2 separate regions of the Rattus norvegicus genome follow, and region 2 is linked to region 1. The links are chromatin contacts, called in public Hi-C maps. All regions are on one chromosome and are shown on one strand. The core of a region is the stretch at or near the end of the contact, and the rest is flanking DNA. Distances in the headings are between cores, read along the strand shown. Region 1 overlaps Cidea (cell death-inducing DFFA-like effector a). Region 2 holds the start of Afg3l2 (AFG3 like matrix AAA peptidase subunit 2).

Region 1 (6,899 bases), core at 1,423-3,922:
GAGAGAGGAAGGAGAGGAAGGAGAGGAGAGGAGAGAGGGCAGCAAAAAGGGTAGAGAGAGAAGAAAGAGGAGAGAGAAGAGAGAGACAGGGAGAGAGGGAGAGGTGGTGGTGGTAACTGTTGGGCATAGTCTAGAAGGAACACTAACAATAGCCCTGTCTACAGAGTGAGTTCCAGGACAGCCAGGGCTGCTACACAGACCCTGTCTTGAAACAAAACAAACAACAAAACACCCCACCCCCAAAAAGGAAAAGAAAAGAAAGAGCAGGAAGTCTGTGGCTGTGTGAGTAGGAAGAACTTGGATGAGAGGAGCCCCAGCTGTAGGCTCTGGTGTCTTTGGGGGGGGGGTGGCCTGTGTGTCTCGTGGGAAGCAATTGTTTTACAAAGAGTGGATAAGAGTGGCAGAGGAATTGTGTGTGGCCCAGGGACAGATGCTGCCAACCAAAGGCATGATGCTCACATTGAAAATTTCTGCAAACACCATGCTGGTGCAGCATACCTTTAATCCCAGCACTCAGGAGGCAGAGGCAGGGGGTTCTTTGTGAATTTGGGGCCAGCCTGGTCTACATAGTGAGTTCTAGATCAGGTAAGGCTATGTAATGGGACCATCTCGATGATGATGGTGATGATGACGATGGTGATGATGGTGGTGGTGATGGTGATGGTGATGATGATGATGGTGGTGATGGTGATGGTGATGATGGTGGTGATGATGGTGGTGGTGATGGTGGTGATGGTGATAATGGTGATGGTGGTGGTGATGATGGTGGTGATGGTGGTGATGATGATGGCGGTGATGATGGTGGTGATGATGATGTTGATTATGATGGTGGTGATGATGATGATGGTGATGATGATGGTGGTGGTGGTGATAAAGATAAGTTTTGTGCAAAGTGAGTTTTCCAGGAATGGAATTTCTGGGCCACTTAAGTTGAATCCTAATTTTACAGATAGAGGCTTGGACAGCACATTCTGCTCCTGCAGTGGGGGTTTACACTGGAGCCTGGCTTTGGCCATGAGGGAATAACTTATGGACTACTTCATTCTATGTTCTTAGAGTTTGGATGACACATGGACCCCACTGTGGCAAAACACTTGGGATCAGGCCACCGGCCACACGGTAGAGGCACTGGCATGTCTTTGTGTATATGGGGACAGCCACAGTGGGCATAGGCAGCTGTTTTTAGTTTGTCTGAAGAAAGAGATCCACTTAGAAACATCAAGGTGAGGCTCATGGGACTCTGCTCATGGAAGAGTCTTGTTCTTGCAGAGGACCTGGGTTCTGTTCCCGGCACCCATGGAGTTGCTCAGAACCATCCGTAACTCCAGTTCCAGGTGATCTTATACCCTCCTCTGACCACTATGGGCACCAAGCACACACATGGTACACATACATACATGTAGATAAAACGTCCATATACATAAAATAAAATGTAAAAATATGGGGAAAAGGAATATCAAGATCAACATAGTGTCAGGGTCATGAACTCTGAGCTCATGAGAACCTTTCTTTCTTTCTTTTTCCCCCCTGAGTTGTTATTCTAGACACAAATTAGAATTCGTGTGCTTGTCTCTATTCATCATCCAGGATACACAGCTCTTGACAAGGAGTGGGCTAGCACCAGACACCCGGCACGGCCTTCTCCTGCTGAGCCAGTTCTGCCTGCTCCTGCTTTTCTCCAAGATGTTTGGTGGGAGAAAAACCAAGATTAAAGTGAAAGTGTTACGTTTGGAAAAACGGCTGCCCAATTAGACCCAGAGAAAGAGCTGTGTCTTGCTAAGGCCCTCCCATATATAGCTATATAGGGTGATTATTAACTGTTCTCTCTCTCTCTCTCTCTCTCTCTCTCTCTCTCTCTCTCTCACACACACACACACACACACACACACACACACACCACACCACACCACACACAGCTTCAAAGGCTCTTTAAAGAGCCCTCTGCAGGGAGTCTTTGATGACACAATACCAATCTTTGTGGCTTCCTCCCAGCAGGTCTTCCTGTCTCTGAGTATTCTGGGAGAAGCTGACCTTTCAGGGTCATTGACTCACTCAGTTAGCTGGAGTCAAAAGCGGGCAGACCACCACCTGTTCGGAGCCAGGTGGTCCTCCTGGCCACAAGTCCCTTCTCACAGGGAGCCCGGTCCCTCCCCAGGTCTCCCTTGGTGGCATCCTTCACTCCCCCACCCTCCCTGACTCGCATTCTGCGAGGAGAAGGACAAGCCCCTCTCGCTGGCAACTGAGTAATGGGAGTCAGAGAAGTGGCTGACTCAGCAGGAGCAATCCGGAGTGAAAATTCCTTTTTTGGAAGCCAGGCTGTGGCTTCCCAGGAGGGTGGGATCCTGGGGAAGTGATGCGAACCCGAGGGGGGGCGGGGAACTGAGTTCTGAGGCCGCCCATTCAGATCCCACCCCCTTCCCTCCTGGGCTGTCACTGCAGAGCTCCCGCACCCCGCTCCTTTTATAGGATTGACATCCAAGGACGCGCGTGCGCGCGCGCCGTATATGTGTGTGTGTGTGTGTGTGTGTGTGTGTGTGTGTGTGTGTACACGCGAGTGAGATGGTGAACAGGGGGACTCCTAGTCTTAGTGTCTTTTCAGTAGAGTGAGAATAGGCCTCTGGACCACAGTTCTCATCAGCAAAGTCACCGCTAGGGAAGAGGCTGACTCAACAGGATGGATCTAACAGGAGCAGATGTGTCTCCCGATGTGTCTCTCCCGGGGACTATTACTCTTCAGTCAGGGGACCGCACCTCTTTTCCTCTGGGGAGTCTACTCCCTGCTTTGATGACAGGGTAGGAGAGACACAGAGACTCCCACACAGAGGCCCAGGGCGACACTCACTGGCTTTCTTTTGAGCACGGTGACCCAGTGATAAAGCTCCCTTCAAAGGAAGAACCAGGTGAGAAACAGGCTTCTCACAAGGCGCTTTGAGGGCCTACACCCAGCTGAGCATCAGCGAGAACCCACAGCCAGCAGGGCTTTTGCCTTGGCCGGTGATAGGCAGAGCTTGGCTCTTGGCCGCAAAGGTTCTCTTGGCAGCATGGCAACACTTTGCCTCCAACGCGAGTTCTCATAGTTCTGTTGCTTTCTAGAAGCAAAGCTGAAACTACCGGCCACCCCCAGAAAGCCCTTTATGCAGGTCCTTAAGCTTTAGGGACTTTGGGACTCATTAAAAGCCTTTAAAGGGGCAGAGGCGGGGGGTGGGGGGTGGGAGTGGGGGCGGGGGCGGGGGCGGGGTTGGGAGCGAGAGCAGGGGCAGGGGCAGGGGCAGGGGCAGGGGCAGGGGCAGGGGCAGGGGCAGGGGCAGGGGCAGAAAATAGCACGTAGATGAAGGGCTTGCTGTATATGATTGCAGATCTGAGTCTGAATCCCCAGAACCCACGTAAGGCTGATACTTAAAATCAGTGGTTCTCAACTTGTGGGTCGAGACTACCACAGGGGTGGCCTATCAGACATCCTGCATTATCAGATATTTACATTAGGATTCACAACAGCCGCAAAGTTACAGCTATGGAGCAGCAAAGAAATAATTTTATGGTGGTTGTGGGGTCACCACAGCATGAGGAACTGTATTAAAGAGTTGAAGCGGAGTTGGGGATTTAGCTCAGTGGTAGAGCGCTTGCCTAGCAAGCGCAAGGCCCTGGGTTCGGTCCCCAGCTCCGAAAAAAAGAAAAAAAAAAAAGAGTTGAAGCATTAGGAAGGCTGAGAACCGTTGGTTTACATGTACCATGGATCTACAATCCCAGCACTCCTACGGCCAGCTGGAGGTGGAGACCCAAGAATCCCCAGAAGTGTGTGCTAGCCTGTGTGGCTTTCTAAACAGGGTGAGGACTGACCCCCCCCCCCCCAGGTCGTCCTTTGTCCTCCACACATATGCCATGGTACCCGTGTGCTTGCACTCACACTATATGTATACACACACAGGAGAGAGGCAGAGATTCTTTGGTGGGAAAAAGTAAATCAAATATAATCCAGGCTTGTTACTTTTGCACTGAGTACTGATAAGGATTAAACAACAATGGGGCTGGAGCAATGACTCAGTGGTTAAGAGCCCTGGCTTTCCAGAGGACCCAGGTTCCATTCCAAGCACCCACTCACAACTGTCTAGAACTCCTCTGAAGAGATCTGGCGCCCTCTTCTGGCCTTCTGGGGCAGCGCATGCACATGTTGCATAGACACCACACAAGTAAACACACACACACACACACACACACACACACACACACACACACACATACACACACGCCAAATAATATAATAAAGTTAAAAAGAAAGATCAAACAGCAGTGGTATCTATCTTTCTGTCTTTGGCTCTGGTTTTCGTTCTGTGTGAGTGGTCCTCTCCAGAGAGACAAACCAGTTGCAAGGAAGCACGGCAAGTATTAATGGCGAGTCTTGTGTTTGGTTTATTACAATATGCAAGAGACTGATTCGTATGTTCCCAGACACTCTGCTGTTAGTCGCTTCCTAAAGCTCTTGAAAGGCCCATCTGCCTCCTTTCTCTTGCGGGAATCCTGCTGCTCGGTCCTGCCCTGGGTACCACCACCAAACCCCGTTCCTTCCTCTGACATCCCACAGCCTGTAACAGATGGTAGAGAATTTGCGTGAAAGCTGGGTCCCTGGACCTCTGTATCTGTGATCTGATTACATGAACCAGCCTTTGGCGCTAGCCTTGGGGGATGGCTGCTCTTCTGTGTCACCCAGTGCTCGGAGCACATAAGCGCCCGCATAAACCAGGAACTGTCCGGTCACCTGGGCAGCATAGGATGCGAACCGCAGCAGACTCCTGCAAGAAAGCAAGAGAAAGACACATCAGGCGTGCGATTCTCTGGGCTGGCCAGAGATGGAATGATGGGAATGCCTTACCCCACCCCACCTTACTAAGCTCCAAGGGGGCACCAATCATGTTGGGAGTTGCGGCATCCATGTAATACCACTTTCAAAGCACACAGTGTCTGATTGCTCCCTGGTGGGCTGCCAGTACTCTCCAGCGCCACCTACTGGGGACAGGGCCCTCAAGCAACTTTGGCAGGGGCCTGCCTAAGTAGAAACTCCCACAGAACCTCGGCACAGAGCATGTGCTTGCTATCCGAGGATTCTAGCAGCCAGGTGACTGTGAGGGGCTTGCTCCTACAACCCCAAGGTCAAGGTGACAAGACCAGTAAAACTGAGGAAAATGGTTGAAAGAACCAGAATTATGATCCTCTGATAGGGCATGTGGAGGCTAGGTCGTTGGGGGTGTTTCAACTTGCTCCTCACAACAAGAGGACACTTTGCCCTGTCCTAGCCTCTGAAGTCCCGAGACTGAACTAGTCTCATTTCAGATTAGGTCCAACAAAAAGTGTTTCCTCATGTTCTAATTCTCTTCCTGGTCTCCGAAGTTTTCTCTCCAGTTTTCACATCAGCGGAACGTCTGGGCCAGGTCCCATGGCGTGCGAGCGCGTGGTGCGAGCGTGGTGCGAGCGTGGTGCGAGCGTGGTGTGAGCGTGGTGCGAGCGTGGTGCGAGCGTGGTGCGAGCGTGGTGCCAGCATGGGTGTGTCCCTTGCTGGGTATTGGACCTAGGGCCTCTAACACGCCAGGCAAATGACTTACCACTGAGCTATTTCACACTTACATCAAAAAGCACAAAGTCCAGTTGGGGATGTAGCTTTGCGCTTTTTGGTATAAGTCTGTGATCTAAAAGTTAAGTTGAAGACCACGTGGGTCAGAGCACACCGGTTGACAACAGAGGATCCAAGCCCTGTTGTTGGGCTCTGGGGCAGAAGACAAGTTAGGAGGAGCCACCTGTCCCACACGTGGGTGTGTCCAGACCCCCACTGTGCCCCCACGATATCCCCTGGAGTTTGTTACCTTAACAAGGCCTTGAAGCTTGTGCAGCGGATATCATACGACACTGAGTACATCTCATACATGGTGGCTTTGACATTGAGACAGCCGAGGAAGTCCTTGGGATTCAGCCTGTATAGGTCGAAGGTGACTCTGGCTATTCCTGACTTCTTTGTTTGTGTGCAGACATACTTATTGCCCTGAAGTAAAGAAGCAAGGAACAGGCTTCGAACCCATGCTGGCAAAGACAGTCAAAAACCACACAGTTCTGGGGCGATGGCAAAGTTTGGGTCTCCTAACTGTCAGTTCTAATTATTCCTGCCAAGTGACCATCAGGCTGACGTGTTATACTACAAGTGCCCTTATCTCTTCCCTCAACAACTTACAGTTTTGTGATTCCGGATACGTTGCTTTGGTTTTGAGGATTTAGTGTCTGATGTAGAGAGGTGTACCTGTCTTAGGGAGCCTCCTTGCTTGTTTGCATAGAGCCCTGAGGCCAGACCTTGAGGATGAAAGGACTCCTTTGCAACTGTCACATAGCCATGGAGGAACAGAAAGCACTATTTCTGTTTCACTTCACAAGTGCCTCTGATGAAGCAAATGCTGGAACTCGTGTCTCTTGGGGTGTCTCCTATTTTCCAGTAACTGCCGAGGAGGACAGATGACTGTGTGGAAACATTAGCCACTTAAGGAATCACTCTGTCCCAGGGATACCAGGTGACCCTTCAGGTTGGGAGAGACACGTACTACAAAAACTTGTAGATAGCTCTGTCACACCCTGAGAGAACAAAGGCATCCCAAGATTCAAATGCTAAGTCCAGGGAGATGGCTCAGTGAGAGAGAACTTGCCTCGCATGTGCAAGGTTCTGGGTTCAAGTACAATCTCTAGTCCCAGTCGCAGGGTAGGAGGGGCTCAAGAGCTGCTTTCCTAAGTGGGTTTTTTTTTTCCCTACCACACACAGGCCCCACTGTTTTCAGGGTCAGGCTTAGATGATGCAAGAGCCCATACGCCTCAGGAGCTTTGGGGGTTGGGAGTGCTGGAAAACTTCGAGTATTACACAACATGATCAA
Region 2 (6,752 bases), core at 486-2,985, 77 kb before region 1:
GTTTGTGTGCACGGAGGAATCGAGCCCAAGTCGTTCTATAAACTATAAATACATTTGACTGAGCCACATCTCCGAGCCTCACTTCAGTTTCTTTGCCTAGAGCGGAAGCTGAGGACACTGATCTAACATAAACCTGTAAGTGTAATAAAAAAAAAATCCATGTAATTACAGCTCTCACTTCATCTACAATTTCTCTCTGAGATGAGATGTTTTATTATTTTTATTTATATTAAAATGATTCCTAACGTTCAATTTCCTTTTGACACATGGGTTGCTTAAAAGCACACTGTTGGTAACAAACAAACTAAGGGGAAAAAAGGAAAAGAAAGAAAGGAAGGAAGGAACTTGCAGGAAAATGGATGGAACTGACAAACATTAATCAAGGTAATCCAAACAAATACTGTGCGTTTTCCCTCATATGTGGCCCCTAGTCTCTGTGAAATATTCTGGAAGTAAACAAGGGTTAAGGCTAGGAATCCAGAAAGGCAGCCATGAAACTGGACAAAAAAAGGCTTTGAGGGAAGGTGGTGGTGCAGACAGTAGAGCAACGTGGAAGGGGAGATTGGGGCAAAAGGGTATAGTAGTGAAGAGAAAGTCGAAGGGAAGGTTAGACCCAAAGGAACAACTATGAGCCTTCTTTATGGAAACCTGTCACTGAGTCATCACCCAGCCCCACTGTTGGTCTTTCTCTGATCCCGATTTCTGGTTTGGTTCTGTTGTGGCTAGCAAGTATACATTGTAGGGTCTCACTACTTATGATTCATGGTTGTCTGGGTAAATAAACCTGAAAATACTGTGCCCAGGAAATTTCTTTTTCTGTCCTTGTCTGTGGTGCTGGGAATTGAACTTAGGCATTCACACATGCAAGTCATGTGGAAATTTTCTATAAATATCAACTAGGTTTAGTTTAGTCATTGTGATGCTGGGTTAGACACGAGGATGAATAATGCTTGGGGTTATTAAAGGGACTAAACACAGCCCGAGACAATTTGGCTCTGGTTTTGCAACACCCCAACTCTTCACGATCAGGTAGTTCTGACCAGTCACTCAGCATTGCAGAATCTTTAACACAACCTCAGTTCACAGTAGTGTTTGAGGACAGCCAGAGCTATGAGCCTGTCCCAAATAGCACCAGGAGAAAATAAGTAAGTAGATGTCTTGGCCTTTGCGGAACTTGCCTCATGCCCGTCAGTGAGCAATCAGTTAACTACTCGGTAAGTAGTCAGAGATGAATGCTAAAATGTCAAACAAGACCAGTGGTCTCTAGTCCTGAATGAAAAATGGTCCTTTTCCATAGAGCCTCGGGTCAACTCTTTAAGGTCCGCCCTCGAACCTTTGCTCTCCTTATTTGGCCCCTCCTGCTTTCCTTCTTCGGTCCCTCCCTCAGACCCGCCTCTCCTGTGCCGATCCTCTTTAGGCCCCGCCTCCTGCCCGCCTCCACACTGCCCTTCGCACCAGCTTTACCCCGCCTTGACCTCGCCTCCAAAGCTCTCATTTGCTACCACCGCCAGCCCCTCCCCACCACAGTCTTCCAACTCCGCCCCAGCCCCGCCCAGCCCCGCCATCAACTATTTCTCCTCTGACCCGCCTCCTTTGGGCTCACCCAACCACGCCCCTCCAGTTCTTTAGTAGGCCACGCCCTTCACCCCCGCTCCACTCTTCCTTTACTCCGGCCTCCAGTCCTACCCCTTCCCTACCCGAGAGCGTGGTCCGCCGCCTGGAGGGCACGTCGACGTCCGCACGCTGGGGCGGGGCCTGACGAGCGCGCGTGGAGCGTGGGTTCGCGTTCTGCCGCGGGTCTCCTGCGCCGGTGGCGCGCAGCTCCCGGATAAGTTGCGGAAGCTGAGGGTTGCCGACCGCCGGCTTTGGCTCGGTCCCTGCGCGCGCCCCGGAGCGGGCCGGGCCCATCATGGCTCACCGCTGCCTGCTGCTGTGGGGTCGGGGCGGCTGCCGTCGCGGCCTTCCTCCCCTGCTCGTGCCCAGCGGCTGCCTGGGTCCCGGCCGGCGGCCCTGCCTCCGTACGGTGAGTCCCGCGTCGCTGCTGCTCCCTCCGGCCAGCTTCCGGCTAGGGCGCAGGTGTCAAGGTCACCGGCCGGGGACGCGTGACGGCCTGAGTCTCCTGGTCCCCGTGGGTGGTATTTCTCCTGACCCCGGGGCCCTGTGGACCGCGCTGTGGTGAGTGGCGCTCTGAGCCCGGGAAGGTCACGCCTCTGCTTTGCTACTCGCTGCCGTGGTCTCGTTGGCTTTCGTGCCACTGGAAAAGGACAGTCGAGTGGACTGCACCGGCGAGCTGGAGGGGAGAGAGAGGGCTGTGGAACTTCCCTTTCCGAACATCTGTTGAATTTGGAGGGCCGTTGCTGGCATCCGGAATACAAATGCCACTGGTGTCATTCATATATATATATATATATATATATATATATATATATATATATATATATATATATATATAGTTCAGGTTAGGGCCTATGTATTTAGTTGCATAACAGCGCCTATCCGGAGGCTTCGCTGCTCTTGTAGGGCCACACACTAACTACCTAGTACCTTTTATTGAAGTGATGTTGTGTTGTGTTGGCAGGACCATGACACAGCTTCTTGCTGTGTGCCAGTCCAGCATAGGTTTTACCCGGAGGTACATAGCATGGCGGTTGAGAAATGTGATTGGTTGCTTGAACCTGGCTAGACAACTTACTGTCCAGCGTCTTTGAGGTGATTAGTCTAGCCTCTTCACTTAGAAGCTAGAGGTAATAATACAGCAGCCTTTCAGTTTCTGGAGGGGATTAATGCATGGACCCTTACCAAACTTAAAGGATGCATGCCCTCCTATGGGCTTTGGTTTGTTTATGTTTTGTTTGGGGATTTTTGAGATGAGGTCTTACTGTATAGCCCAGGCTAGCCTCCAGGATCTCCCACCCGATCCTCCTAATCATGCTGGCTCTTCGCTTATCCGCTCATTTCTAGATTGTTTCAGTACCTAATGTGGTCGTAAACCGTTAGTAAGTAGACTTTACATCCTAACACTCAATGAACAGTGACCAAAACCCAACCCAACCCACTCTTCCCCACACAGGAAACAACAAGAAACCCCTAAATTGACCTCAAACATTCCTCATGCTGAGGTTGGCCTTGACCTACTGATCCTCTCTTCCATCTCTCAAGTGTAGGGGTTACAATTGTGCATCACCACACCAACTCGTGTAAATTTTTGTTTGGTTGTGTGTGTGTTCTTTTCTGGTTGTTTTCCACCACAGGCTGGTGGATATGAGAGAGGAAGCCATGGGTAAAGATGGCTGAGGGTGCCTGTTTGTGACATTTATTGTGAAACTCATTTGTCACCCTCGTGTCTGAGTCCTCGTTTCTACTGTGAACTGCCCTGCTCTAGGCCATCTGTTCAGTGTTTGACCATTTTCCCATCTTACCTTGCTCATCTGATCCCTTCCCTTTTATCATCAGTGGACATTGGACTCAGGGATCTACCTTGTGAGATTGAATCTCATAAAAGGCCTTAGCGGGACTGTTGTCCCAGTGAGTCACCAGCGCACGCTGAGACACAGTCCTCGTTTGGACAGCTACAGTTAATTGGTATGCCTTTCTTTGCTGTACAGAATGTATATAGCCCAGGATAGCCTTGAACATGTTATCCTCCTGTCTGTTTCCTATATGTTGGAATGTGGCCCGTGCCTGGTTTATTAGTGGTGTTGGAGCATCAAACCCAGGGCTTGTGCATTCTAGACAACCATTCCAACTGCTATATCCTCAGCCTCCAGAGGGCATTAAACTCTCCACCCCACCCCCCATAGGGCATTTGGAGGTGACAAATATTTGTGGAGTATAACTTGTGTGTCTGGTTCCATGCCAAGCTGCAGAGTCCTGTCACATGTCATGACATGGAGAAGTATCCCCTCGCTTCTGAGCTGACCCTCCACATCAGTACTTTGAGAGCATTAAACATGGAGAAACTTTCCTTCTGGAAAATACAGTATCGTTCCTAGAAGATGCAGTCCAACAACAAGTTAGAGAACAACTCTCTTGTATTATGCATTATAAGTAATATAAAGGTGGTGTCTTAGAGTTTCACTGCTGTGAACAGACACTATGACCAAAGCAACTCTTATAAGGACATTTAATTGGGGTTGGCTTACAGGTTCAGAGGTTCAGTCCATTATCATCAAGGTGGGAACATGGCAGCGTTCAGGCAGGCATGGTGCAGGAGGAGCTGAGAGTTCTACATCTTCATCTAAAGACTGCCAGCAGAAGACAGACTTCCAGGCAACTAGGACTAGGGTATTAAAGTCCACGCCCATGGTGACACACCTACTCCAACAAGGCCACACCTCCAAATAGTGCCATTCCCTGGGCCAAGCATATTCAAACCACATTCCACTCCCTGGCCCCCAAAGGCTTGTTCAAACACTCAAGTCTATGGGATGAATACCTAGTCATAGTATAATAAAAAATACATTTAGTCCAACTTCCAAAGTCCCCATACTCTATAGCAGTCTCAACAATGTTAACTCCAAAGTTCAGTGTCGCTTCTGAGAGTCATCCAATCAGTTCACTGTAATCTCCAAAGCCAGACAGGAAACCAGCTGGGCAAACCCAGACTGCATCTCCATGTCTGATGGCAGAGCAGTTTCACATCTCAACTCCTTTTTCATCTTTGAGGACTGCAACAAATTTCTCTCTCCTGTGTAGGTTCCACTCCCTGTTAGCAGCTTTCCTCAGCAGATATCCCAGCTGTGGCATCTTTAAAAATCTTTGGGTCTCCAAGGCAATGTCACCTTCACAGTTTCTTGTTCCAATGTCTGGTATCCACACATGATCTTCAGGCCTCCTCCATAGGGATCAGATCACTTCTCCAGCTCTGCCCTCTGTAGCACTCTACCCCGGCTAATCCACTCCACTGCTGGTGCTGTTCTTGGTGACCATCCCATGGTTCTGACATCTCCCATGCACTGGGGTCTTCCTTTGCAACTAGGCTTCACCTATAGTCTTTCATAGGCTCTCTTCATGGTGCCAAGCCTCAACTCCTTTGCATGACTCCTTCACTCCTGAGCCATCAACTGCAACTGGGGCTGTACCTTCACCAAAAGCCTCTCACAGTGCCAAGCCTCAGCTACTCTTTATGACTCCTTCATGTCTTCAAAACCAGCACCACCTGGGTGACTCTTAGAACATTACCAAGTCCAGCTGCAGCGTGAGGTACAACCTTGGCTATCTCTGGAACACAGCTTCTTTGTGCTCTCAGAAAACACTTCCCAAAGATAGATAGATAGATAGATAGATAGATAGATAGATAGATAGATAGATAGATAGATAGATAGATTGATTTATTTCTCGATCTCTCTCTCTCTCTCTCTCTCTCTCTCACACACACACACACACACACACACACACACACACACATTAAACATGTTGGGATTTGCCAAACCAGTGACATTTAGCTCTGATTTTTCTCATCACAGCAGTGTGATAGAGTTAGCATTGTTTATAAGCAACACTGGCTTGTAACTTCAGCTAGTACCCAAAAATGACTCAGCATGAATCAGCAGACCTTGGGGTAAAGTTTTGGGTGCTATAAATAAGATAAACATTGCCAATGAATGTGTTCTTAGGTCTTTATACTTGGACTGCGCCCTGGGTTGTGCCTGACGTAGAAGCACACATGTTTTTGGAGTAGTTACTGCCTATCTCCTGCTTCTGTTGCTCAAATAGATGAGTAGCTTTGTGACATCAAGCCTTAGTTCTTCCCAAAGGGAAGTTCACATCTCACTTCAGGGTGTCAGGAGTGAGGTCCTTTCCCTCTGTTTTGTAAAATAACCTCATGCTCTTATTTAATGTCATGTTGCAGCTTTATCAGTACGCTACGGTCCAAACAGCAAACAGCAGAAGTTCTCTTCTAAGGGATGTAATTGCTGCTTATCAAAGATTCTGTTCTCGACCTCCCAAAGGTGAGTGCTTCAGTCTGACTCCAGTGCTGTGTGTTCTTGCTAAAGGTACATACCCCAGGAGGAGGGGCTTCCTGTGTGGGTACATAGGTTGACTTCAGGGTGACTAACTGTTGTCTGCTCTGTCCTCACTCTGACTTCAGCTTCTGTCTGATGGTAGCAGGGATAATTATGTGACCTACAAGTGAACATCTTACAGGTGGTGGAATTGACACCTCTGGATTGTGAACTGTATTATTTAGACTTTGCTATATTTCTATGAGAGGGATATTATGATTTCTAGTGGTGTGTCAGCAGCTTTATAACAATATGCACAAAACCTGATGAAATTTAGTTTGAAGATATATTTTATCTTTTTTAACAGGATTTGAAAAATACTTTCCTAATGGGAAAAATGGAAAAAAGGCCAGCGAATCTAAGGAAGCTGTTGGAGAAAAAAAAGGTAGTTGGGAAAGAAGACTGAGTTTTTATTTCCTTTGCTTTTCTATCAGAGAGTCGCCAGAAGTTGGCTATGTAACTGTAGTTATACACACATCCAAAATTCCATGGGTCCTGTTTTGTTCCTTGAGTCTCTCTATTTTCTTGCCACTTTACACATTGAAGTAGTTCATTTCACTTGTAGAGAGACTGACTGCTCAAACTAACACTGTTTGGTAGGAATTCTGGACATATAATTTAAACTATTGAGAAAAATCTTAGGAACAGAACACATGCAACTTACTGTGGGATAGTGCAGGCTGGGGTTTTGTTTGTTTTTAATAAAGATTTTTTAAATGATAATAGTAATTATATTTATTAATAATT

What was found. A called contact is a pair of places that touch in the nucleus more often than the background predicts.
Region 2: a contact with region 1 is called in a Hi-C map of the A7r5 cell line, with 2.6 times the contacts expected there. The contact joins the promoter of Afg3l2 here to the enhancer-like site in region 1. A contact is called at or near these places in 9 of 12 Hi-C or Micro-C datasets (the A7r5 cell line, the Rat2 cell line, Schwann cells and 5 more).

The regions. Positions count from the first base shown.
Region 1 is chr18:63,187,869-63,194,767 of GRCr8, reverse strand. It overlaps Cidea (cell death-inducing DFFA-like effector a), which reads right to left. Exons shown (of 5, transcript NM_001170467.1): 4 at 5,853-6,028; 5 at 4,388-4,787. The coding sequence ends at 4,646. Among named protein-coding and RNA genes, the nearest start is that of Tubb6, 22 kb to the left of the region's middle. Within about 2 kb of position 2,672, at least 48 of the 93 cell types and tissues checked have an H3K27ac peak or open chromatin away from gene starts, as enhancers often do. A contact at or near this core is called in the A7r5 cell line and Schwann cells, where this site is marked.
Region 2 is chr18:63,263,983-63,270,734 of GRCr8, reverse strand. It overlaps Afg3l2 (AFG3 like matrix AAA peptidase subunit 2), which reads left to right and starts at 1,735. Exons shown (of 17, transcript NM_001134864.1): 1 at 1,735-2,023; 2 at 5,852-5,951; 3 at 6,313-6,390. The coding sequence starts at 1,910. It also overlaps a transcript of Prelid3a not described here and the pseudogene LOC134482954.